Regions from separate parts of the Ovis aries genome. Here region 1 is linked to region 2. Evidence: chromatin contacts called from public Hi-C data. All regions are on one chromosome and are shown on one strand. The core of a region is the stretch at or near the end of the contact, and the rest is flanking DNA. Distances in the headings are between cores, read along the strand shown.

The links. Hi-C and Micro-C count contacts between places; a contact is called where the count stands out from the background.
Region 1: a Hi-C map of tail adipose tissue shows a contact between it and region 2, with 2.2 times the contacts expected there. The contact joins the enhancer-like site here to the promoter of IVNS1ABP in region 2. A contact is called at or near these places in 2 of 16 Hi-C or Micro-C datasets (both in tail adipose tissue).

What each region holds. Positions count from the first base shown.
Region 1 is chr12:65,883,711-65,889,082 of ARS-UI_Ramb_v3.0, forward strand. No RefSeq gene overlaps it. Among named protein-coding and RNA genes, the nearest start is that of IVNS1ABP, 170 kb to the left of the region's middle. Within about 2 kb of position 3,986, at least 5 of the 54 cell types and tissues checked have an H3K27ac peak or open chromatin away from gene starts, as enhancers often do. A contact at or near this core is called in tail adipose tissue, where this site is marked.
Region 2 is chr12:65,713,811-65,718,689 of ARS-UI_Ramb_v3.0, forward strand. IVNS1ABP (influenza virus NS1A binding protein) reads right to left here and starts at 2,871. Exons shown (of 14, transcript XM_060396701.1): 1 at 2,455-2,871.

The DNA of each region.
Region 1 (5,372 bases), core at 2,736-5,235, 170 kb after region 2:
ATCTTGAGCCAATTATTTGGCTTCCCTAAGCCTCAGTTTCCTTATTTGATAAGGGGGATAGTAGTATTTAACCTTCAGCTAATTGTGATGATTATAATAACAAATGTAATCAACTCCTAGTAATTTCCATCCAACAACGGTTTTAAAATTTCCATGGTTTAAGTTACAGGAAATGATCTTGGGCAAAGCTCTGTCTAGACTGGAGAGGCTGGAGGTGAGGGAAGAGGAAGGGGTGTTAGATGAAATCCTTGAACTTCAGAACCTTCTGTCCAAACTACTGGGTTGGCGAAAAATTTCATCTGAATTTTTCTGTAACATCTTATGGAAAAACATAAGCAAAATTTTGCCAGCCCAATACCTATCTTCAAATAGGGGATCAAATAGGTTTCTCAGACTTAATATATTAAAAATCAAGATCCTATTCTTTTTTCCCCCTCAATTTCCCCCTGGTCTTTACATCTCAATGAATGGCATTCCGTCTCTCCTTCTAGTTGTAATAGTCAAAAACTTTGTTGGCATCCTTCATTTCCTCTCTTTCTCCTGCTTGTTCAGTCTGTTAGGAAATTCTATTGACTCTGCCTCCAAAATACGTGTAAAATCACCACCTCCACTGTTTCTCAATTTGGTTCAAGTCATCAGCATTTTTCAACACAGGAGTCAGAGTGATTCTGCAAATATGTGTCAGACTAAATCACTCTTCAGCTCAAAACTCTCCAACAGGCTTCCTACGTCATTAACTACAAGTCAAAGACATACTGACCCGCAGCACCTGTGTGTGTCTGTAAACTGTCACGAGTCCATGAGGAGATTAGGAGCTTGGGCCAGAATATGAATCAACCATGTTATGTTCAATTTATTTTTGTGATTCTCTCTTGAGAGAGTCTTGGAAGACGCCCATCTTGTTCTGTTCATAGTTATGCTGGCCTACTTGTTCTTCAGACACACCAGCCATGCCCCTGTCTCTGCACAGGCTATATAGCCCAGAATACTTTCCTCTTGGATGTCCAAGGCTTATTTCCTCACCGCCTTCAAGTCTTCACTCAAATATCACTTCTTCAGTGAAGTCTTCCCTGATGACCCGACAGTTCTTACATCCCAGCTTCCTGCTTTATTTTTCTCTCTCATCCTATCACCTTTCAAAATGCTTATATAATTTACTCATTCATTTTAAAATCATCATTCTCGCAACACTGGAATGTAGACTCCATGAAATGAGGGACTTTTTAATACATTTTGTTTTTTGTTTTACCCTTGGCATCCAGAAAAATGCTGTTAAGTCGTAAACACTTGAAAACACTCTAAACAAGAGAATAAATGAGTGCATTTGAAATTAAATGGCTTGATGGAAGCTATGTATTTTTAAATATTTATTCATAATTTGTCTGCACTGGGTCTTAGTATGGCACACTGGATCTTTGATCTTCGCTGTGGCATGTGGGTTCCTTAGTTGCTGTGGCATACAGGTTCTTTAGTTGCAGCATGTGGGGTCTAGCTCCTTGAACAGGGATCAAACCCAGGCCCCGAGCACCAGGAACATAGAGTCTTAGCCACTAGAACACCAGGGAAGTCACTAGTTATTGTTTTATGAGATCACATTTTGAAGGCTTTTAAGAAATTATGCAGAGGCAGTAAGGTTTGAACTAAAGGTATGGCTTAAGTCAGGCATGGATGGAACTTGGGATGGCTAGGAAAGCAGTGAAAAGACTTAGTAAATCAAAGGCTTTGTCAAACAAGCAGTACTGATGCTGAAATTTATAAGTATCAGTTCTTTTCTGGGTGCTCATCATTATTTGCTATTACTGTTACTGCCTCTTTTGCCCATTGTTAGGTAAAAATGGTATCATCTTACTGTTTTAATTTGCTTTTCTTTAATTGCAAATAAGGATGAATATTAGATTCATATTTTGCTCCTTTTAAAAATGTTATCTTGTGAAGTATCACTGTTTATTTTTCTTTTATTTAATGATTGGTCTTCTAATATTTTAACAATTTGTATCTATTTGTATAAAAATTTTTCTCCCTATATAAAGATATGAAACAACCCTAGGCTTTTGTATTTGCTGTACATATTCTTCTGTCAGATATTTATATTTTTTATCTTTAAGATTTACATATTCAAAGTTTTGAAATTTTATTTAGTTGAATACATCGGTCTTCTAAATTTTCAATATCGTCTGTCACTTTTGGATTTAAAATTCAACCCTCCTTCAGACTTCTAATTGATAGTTTCTGACTTTTAATTTTAAAATGATTTCTGATTAAAAGTTGCAAACATAGTATAGAGTTCCTATGTATTCTTCAGTTTTCGTGTCTCCTTGGTCCTCTCTGCTGTAACAGTTTTGCAATAGCGCTTCTGTAAGAGTCCCTCAGTCTCTCCCGTGTTTTCACAATACTGACACTTTGGAGAACTGGTTCATTATCTGGTACAATGTCCCTCCATTTGTTTGATGATTTCTCGTGAGCAGATTGAGGTTGTGTGTGTTTGGTAAGAATACAGCAGAACTAATGTCACTGCCCTTCTCATAACCGGAGCTTCACGATGTCATATGTCATTACTGGCGATAATAACCCAGATCACTTGGCTAAGGTGGTATCTGCTGGGTTTCTCTTCTGTGAAGTTACTATTTTCCCCTTTGTAACTAATAAATATCTTTAGGGAGATATTTTGAGATCTTGTAAATTTTGTCCACTAATTTTAGCTTCTGTCTGTGTGTCCTGCTGGCAGTAATTATTGCTGTGGTGTTCTAATGGTGAATTTCTTACTGCCTGTGTTTATTCTACTTTTATTAATTAGAATTCTTCTGTAAGAAAGAACAGTGTTTTGCCCCCTCTTTTAAAAATTCATTTCATTGTGGGCTCACGGATATTTACTTTATTCAGGGGGTTATCATTCAGCAGTACTATTATTTCTTCTGTTGCTCAAACTATTTTGGCTCAGTACTATTGACTAATTCCTATGCACCTCCATCCTTTCTAAGCAAAATTTATTTGAGTTCTTTTCCTTCCTCTAATTTTACTATGAAGGTGTGTCTGTTTCAATTTGGGTAGGTGGAAAGAGATAGACATAGGGTTGGTAAGGTCTCATGGAAGCTAAACTGTCTTATTGGGTCTTGAGGCCTTCCAAGACTTCTTTAGGGTGGGAGAATCCTTGGACCTAGAGAAGCTGAGTACCCTGAATGCTATGGCTGTTGCTGTTTAATTCATTTGCTGTGAGCTGAGTCTCGAGTGATGCGTTGGTTCCAGCCATGGCCTAATGTATGTCATCTCAATGATTCTGAAATTATACTTGATAGAAGAGCTAGGTGTCCTAACTTCTCATTCCTAGTCCAGTGCTATTTCTGTGTTCTGAGAAAGCTTAGGGTTAACTGTGGCACTTCTGAGGATATAAGATTTTGAGACACAAGGAAGGATGGAAAGAGTGGTAGCATCCTCAGTTCAATCAGTTCAGTTCAGTCACTCAGTCGTGTCTGACTCCTTGCAACCCCATGAATCACAGCACTCCAGGCCTCCCTGTCCATCACCAACTCCTGGAGTTCACTCAGACTCACATCCATCGAGTCAGTGATGCCATCCAGCCATCTCATCCTCTGTCATCCCCTTCTCTTCCTGCCCCCAATCCCTCCCAGCATCAGAGTCTTTTCCAATGAGTCAACTCTTCGCATGAGGTAGCATCCTAGGGGTGTGCAAACTTTATTAAAGTGATAATTTTCATTGGAGGAGGGAGTGATACTGCCAATTAGGGAGTGCATGACACCTCAGTTAAATGAGTGTTTGTGTTGAGTCGTGGTGTTGGGTCTCCTCAGCATCCCAGCTCTCAGCTGCCCTCTTCTAGTTGTCACCTGATGCACTGGCTGGACAACTCTAATCCCTGGGTTCCTGTCCGTGACTAACCAGCACATCTCTTGCTGGATTAGTCCTCAGGGATCACAGAACAGCTTGGCCTCTTCCTTCCCCAAGCAATGTACTTCTAACGCCAAGTACGGGGAACTTGGTGTAATGCAATACAGATACTTGGAATCGCTGACTCACTTCACAGTGATATTGGTGCCCATGAATGTGAGTGGGCAGCATGGAAGTAAAACAGTCTTTAAGGACATTACTAGACTTTTTAGACTCTCCAGTCTTTCCTACACTTGTGTTAAATGTTTTGCTAAATAATGAATTCCAGTTAAGTCGAGAAGGATTTTCTGATGCTAAGGACTGAGAAAAGTAAATGAGATATGACTCATGAGAACTTCTTGGTGGAAGTGGCTTAGACCAAATGAACATAGCACCTTAATCCTTTCTTGCTATGTACGTAGATTCTTTTCTTTATTTTCTGTTTTGGCAGTCTATCCATAATTTGAAAGATAAATTTTGGGGGAGGGGGCTATGGAAGGGATGGGACAGTCGTTTGCAGTTAGCAGATGCAAACCAGTACGTATAGAGTGGGCAAACAACAAGGCTCTGCTGTGTAGTGTATATATTCAATAATATATTGAATATTGAACCATATTCAATATCCTGTGATAAACCATGATGGAAAAATATACAAAAAAATATATATATGTATGCATGTACAACTGAATTACCTTGCTGTACAGCTGAAATTAACACAATATTGTAAACCAACTATATTTCAATAAAAAGAAATAAATCTAATTGTTCATAGTTTTAGATAGATATGTGACTTCCCTAGTGGCTCAGACAGTAAAGCGTCTGCCTACCACGCAGGAGACCCGGGTTCGATCCCTGGGTCGGGAAGATCCTCTGGAGAAGGAAATAGCAACCCACTCCAGTACTCTTGCCTGGAAAAGCCGATGGACGGAGGAGTGTGGTGGGGTACAGTCCATGGGGTTGCAAAGAGTCAGACACGACTGAATGACTTCACTTTAAATAGATATACTATCAGTTTGAGCCAGTGACAAACTGTCCCAAACTGACAGCTTGTTGTTTTTTAAGATGTAATTATTAATGTATTGATTTTGGACGGTGCTGCCTTTCTCTAGTTGCAGCGAGTGGGAGCGTCTCTAGCTGTGGTGTGTGCACTTTCTTATTGCAGTGGCTCCTCTTGTTTCAGAGCACAGGCTCTAGGGTGCAAGGGCTTCAGTAGTTGCGGCTCGTGGGCTTTAGAGCATTGGCTCAGTAATTGTGGCGCAGGGACTTAGTTGCCCTGCAGCATGTGAAATCTTCCCAGACCAGGGATTGAACCCATGTCCCCTGCATTGTCAGGCAGATTCTTAGTCACTAGACCACCGGGGAAATCTCCAATCTAACAGTTTGGACTCTAACTTGTGACTAAATGTGCAAGGCTAATAGAAGATCTGATGCCCATGGCAGGTGGAGAGCATGCAGAGGATGGGTGAGCAGCCAAATTCCCTTGTTTCTAGTGG
Region 2 (4,879 bases), core at 1,621-4,120:
TGGGAAATTATTATACCCTTGCTTATCCTAACTAAGGCATCAATGATATTTTAGAGAAGATATCTGGCATCATTATAAAACTCAATATAAAACTTAGAACTCAAAAAGCATAACAGACATTTCTAGTTTGCTGCATGCTTAAAGTCGGGGAGGAAAAGAGGAATTTGCTTAGGGATATTTATACGGCTGATGTACCTGTTGGGCATCCAGGTTGATGCCAAAAGTGTTAAGGATAGTGAGGTGTAGGTTTTGAAATCATTTACAAGGTGGTAATTAAAATTTCTACTTGAAGGTGGCAGAGAATGAGATGGTTAGACAGTGTCACTGACTCAATGGACATGAGTCTGAGCAAACTCCAGGAGATACTGAAGGACAGGGAAGCCTGGCATGCTGCAGTCCATGGGGTCGCAGAATCAGACAAGACTTGGCGACTCAAGAGCAACAACAAATTAAAGTTCACCGGTGAATACAAGAATGTATTTTCTGTGGTTCTGACAGGAAACAGAAATCACTCTCTTATTCATTAATTCTTCCATTTACACTCCCAAGCACAAGGTAGAGGGAGATTCCCAATCTTCTTGTAGATTTGAGTATACAACCATAACGTTGAAAAGTCAGTGAAATGATTTTTAGGGGTACTTCGTCTAACATCAATGATTAAGACAGTTCCCCAACAGAAAAACATTTTAAAATAAAAAACCAAAACACTTATTTGCAAAACATATTCAACTGCCACCTAACATTCTTCAAGCAAGAAAAAACAAAACCCCACTCCAAAGCAAGTAGCAAAAAGACACTAATTTGAAAACAAAACCTGGAATGCTGTTTTGAGGGCAAGAGGTGGAAAAACAGAACTACAAGATAAATTAAGAAATTAATATGTATTAATGACAGAGATTTCAAATATTAGGAAAACATAGAGGAAAATTATTCTGGGTCTCTTTTAGGTCAGTGATGCTAGTTCAGTTTTTTCTCTCACTACAAATTACAGACATTTGACAAGTAGCCTGCCAGCTGGTATTAAATTATGGTATTCTCAACCCAATTCTAAATAGTGTACGCCTCACCTTCTGATATACAAATAACGACTGCTCCTTCAGCATCTTTCAGGAGAAGTTTCAGCATGATTATGCCTAAAGCTATTCAATATTTTCTTTTCCTTAACCACCAGTGCTAGAATAATTGGAAGAAAATATTGTCTCAGTCTAGTCCCTGCTACACTTGAACTGTTTATAGTAGTACTACGCTTGCCGAGTTGTTATTTACTAGTGGACAGAAGGTCACCACACACACAGTCCTCAAAGAACAGCTTGATGCCAGCGTGTTCCAGCCCTCCATCACTGACAACAGATATTGGGTAACAAAATAAATCCTTTAATAGGCCTCAAAGTTTTTGAAACGGCAGCGGCCTCAAACAATAGATCTAATTTGTATTGGGGAAAAAGTAAAATTTCTAAAGTATCTGTGGTTCAAGTTTCCCTAGGGCTAACCCTCAATCTGATCCTACTGCCTGATACCTTCTTACCATCATCATGAGCTTACAACCAGTCGCTACGCAAAAAGCGCAGAACGACGGAAAAAGAACAAACCTCTCTGCTGATATTTTTTTTGGCGAGGGGGCGGGGGTTGCGGGGGTGCGGCGGAGATGGGAAACAAAGCGGCGAGGGCCCCAGAGTGACTGTCTGGAGAGCCCTGCAGTCCCAGGCCTTCATCCTCGCGCGGCCCGGCCGGAGACCACTCCGAAGGCCGGGAGGCAAGGCGCCCAGCGTCTGCACACTCCCGCCCGGGATTGGCCCGGCCCGCAGTCATTCAGCGCCGACACGTCAGGGCAGCAGCTCCCTCCCTCCTCCCGCCCCCTTCTCCCCGCGCTTGGCAAGAAAAGCGGGCAACGTGGAGCGGGAACAAAGGACCCCGCGGCCCACGGCGATCGGGAGCGCGGTGCCACCCTACCCCAGACCCGGGAGCACCGACTGGGCCCTGGGCCGGCTCCCCGCCCACAGTCGCCGGGTCCTGCGAGGGCTCACGGGAGAGAATCCAGACCCCGGGCAGACACCCCACACACACACACTAGGCGGGGTTCCTGACAGCAGAAACGGAGATTCCCGCGCCCTCCTTCCGGAAGGTCTTGACCCAGGCCCCCCGAGGACCCTCTCAACCCAAAACTTCCCGTCCCTCCCGCCCTGCTTCTTCGGCCGCAGCGCTCTCCGAGGCGGCCAGCCACCCGCCTTTGGCCGCTGACGCGACCGGACAACCACGGCAGCGCCGCGCGGCGCCGGCTCGTCTTCCACAGAGAGCAGCGGCTGCGGCGACTTGCGGACTTGCACCCTGGGGACCCCGCACCGCTCCGCGCTTCCCACCCTAAAACCCCAGCCGCCCGCTCCATCCGTCAGCTCGGAGTCTGGCTGCACCCTGCCCTTCCTCCCCCGCTGCGTCAGTGGGATCAGCGCAGATTACCTGGTTCATCTCTGAAGAGATGAAAAAACTCATCTCTGGATCTTCAACAGGGAGCAGGAGGAAGCGGGCGGGAATCGGCCCAACCGAAAGCGCCTCGAGGCCGCGAAGGAGGGAGCGACCGAGCGAGGAGGGGACGAGCGCACAGCCCCGCGGAGTACGTGAGGCCGGGAGCGCACCGGGAATTCGCCGAGACCCGCTCGCTCGCTCGCTCGCTCGCTGGCACAGCCGCGCTGGAACCGAAGGCAGCGAAACTCTGCACAGCAGCCCCGAACGACCGACCTCCACGCGCTTCCCGGAGACACTGCCGCCGCGGCGGCCCGCGCGCGCCGCACCCCCCTAGCACGTCACCACGTGAACCGCCTTCGCCGCGGTCTTCACAGCCGCCAACGCCTCCCCGACGCTTCCGGCTGGAGAGCCGGCAAATGACCTGCGAGCGCAGCAATATCGCCCTCGAGGCCCCGCCCACCTATAGCCCCGCCCCCTCCGCCCCGCCCTTCTCCCCGGCCCTATGCGGTTCCGTCCTGCGCAGCTCAACTAGGTCAGCGCAAGGTGATCCCTGAAAGGGGGGCGCTACGGCCGCGCCGCCTCCCTTATCGCGCCGTCGGCCCTCCTTTCCCTCAGCCCCGCACCCTCTCTTCGCCGCTTCAGACAGTTGGGGAACTGGTTCCCTCCAGGCGCCCTCACCTGTTCTGCAGTCCCTGGAGGCACAATAGCTTGACAGATCAGACGTGGGAGATTAGGTTTTTTCGGCGTCAAATGTCCTTATAGGCAACCGCCCTAGACCGGAGCTGGCCACAGTGGACCTAAGAGTCTGTAGCAGCCAGTCCGCGTCACCTTTGTGGGTGGTGGTGTGCGGGGAGAGAACGTGGTGATTGTGAGGAACAACAGAAGCTCGCTGACAAAGAGGGGCGAGAGGATTCGGTCACTTTTGAGAAAACCATTGGAGAGGTCAGAGAAGACATAGTATTGTATCAGCGTTGCTGTGAAAATCTGTTTACATCTGCTTTTCGTCCCTGAGATCTTTTTTTGTCTGAGTGCAGCTCTTCTCTCAGAGATACTGAGTCAGTTCTTTGCTGGACTTGCCCTCTTGGAGAAAGAGAGTAACCTTGAGAACAGATAGCAGCCTTATTTCCACCACCCCATCTTGCCCCCAGGAGGCGAACCTGTTAAGGGGAAGGGAGACGCTTGACAGCAACTTCATGTGACTCTGAAGGGCACACTGGAAAGTTTCCTAGATTGAAGGTGAGGGGATTTTGTGAGGTAAACTTGTATAAGAGTTTGGCAAAGGCTTCCAGGTTAATGTGTTAGCTTATCCTGATTTGGCGAGGGCACTTAAGCCATCTAGGCCTAGCCTTGTTTGTATCTGATCCCTGAGCTTAGAGGATATTTCTAGGAGCTCTTCGTCATCAGTCATCACTTCCTACTACTGGTTATCATTAACTATTTCATGTACGCTTATGGGAGCAGAAAAATATAGGGGCCCTTCATCTGCAATAGAAGCTTTACAACTTTTATTGCTAAAATATTGAAGCAAGGAGACTTTTGTTTCCAATTCAATTGTGGGTGGAAACGAGGACCTAAGGTATCTATTAGTATGGTTCTTATGTTTCTAGAGGAGAAAAAGACTGACATTTGCCACTGGGCTCTTGTTTTTGTCTTCAGATAATTGTCAGCAGTGTTCACTTTTATTGCAAATGAAACAGAGTACATACTTTTACCTTCTTTTAATACCATAGACTTCATCCTTCCAGAGAGAGTATGAACTGCCCTCTTCAGGTAGGCACATGACTCTGTGGCCTGCTGTACACATGGTCCCTCTCGCTTTACTCTAAATAGTGCCTTTGTGACCTGAAACAGCCAACACTTTCTTAAAGCTACAGTGTGATCAATCAATGCGTTTTTGCCTCATGTGGAATTTCACATTTGTGTAGTACCTTCTGTATGAATAATAACATAATTTATGCATTCCATTTGTTCTCCAGGCAACTCCAGGTTTAAACCTATCTATCCAGTTACTGTATAATCCAGATGAAAATTTAGCAGTGGGCAATTTCAGCCTGGTAAAGTAACCAATTATAAGATTTCACTCAATATTTTAATTACACAAGATATATTTTAAGTGTTTAATATAAAGGAAAACTATTGACTTCTATTTTATGTCATGCACTGAGAACGATAAATTAGGAATTGGTGGCTCCCTGCAGTCTTTCTACTCCTCTCTGATCCTGCTGTAAATGTTGCACTTGTGTTTTGTTCCTTATGTGTTAGTTTGCTAGGGCTTCTATAACAAAGTACCACAAGCTGAATGCTTAAGCAACAGAAATTTATTGTCTCACAGTCTGTACTTCTAAAGTCACAGTGTTTGTAGGGTCCTGGTTCCCCTGTAGGCACCTGAGAAGGATCTGTTCCAAGCCCTTCTCCTGGC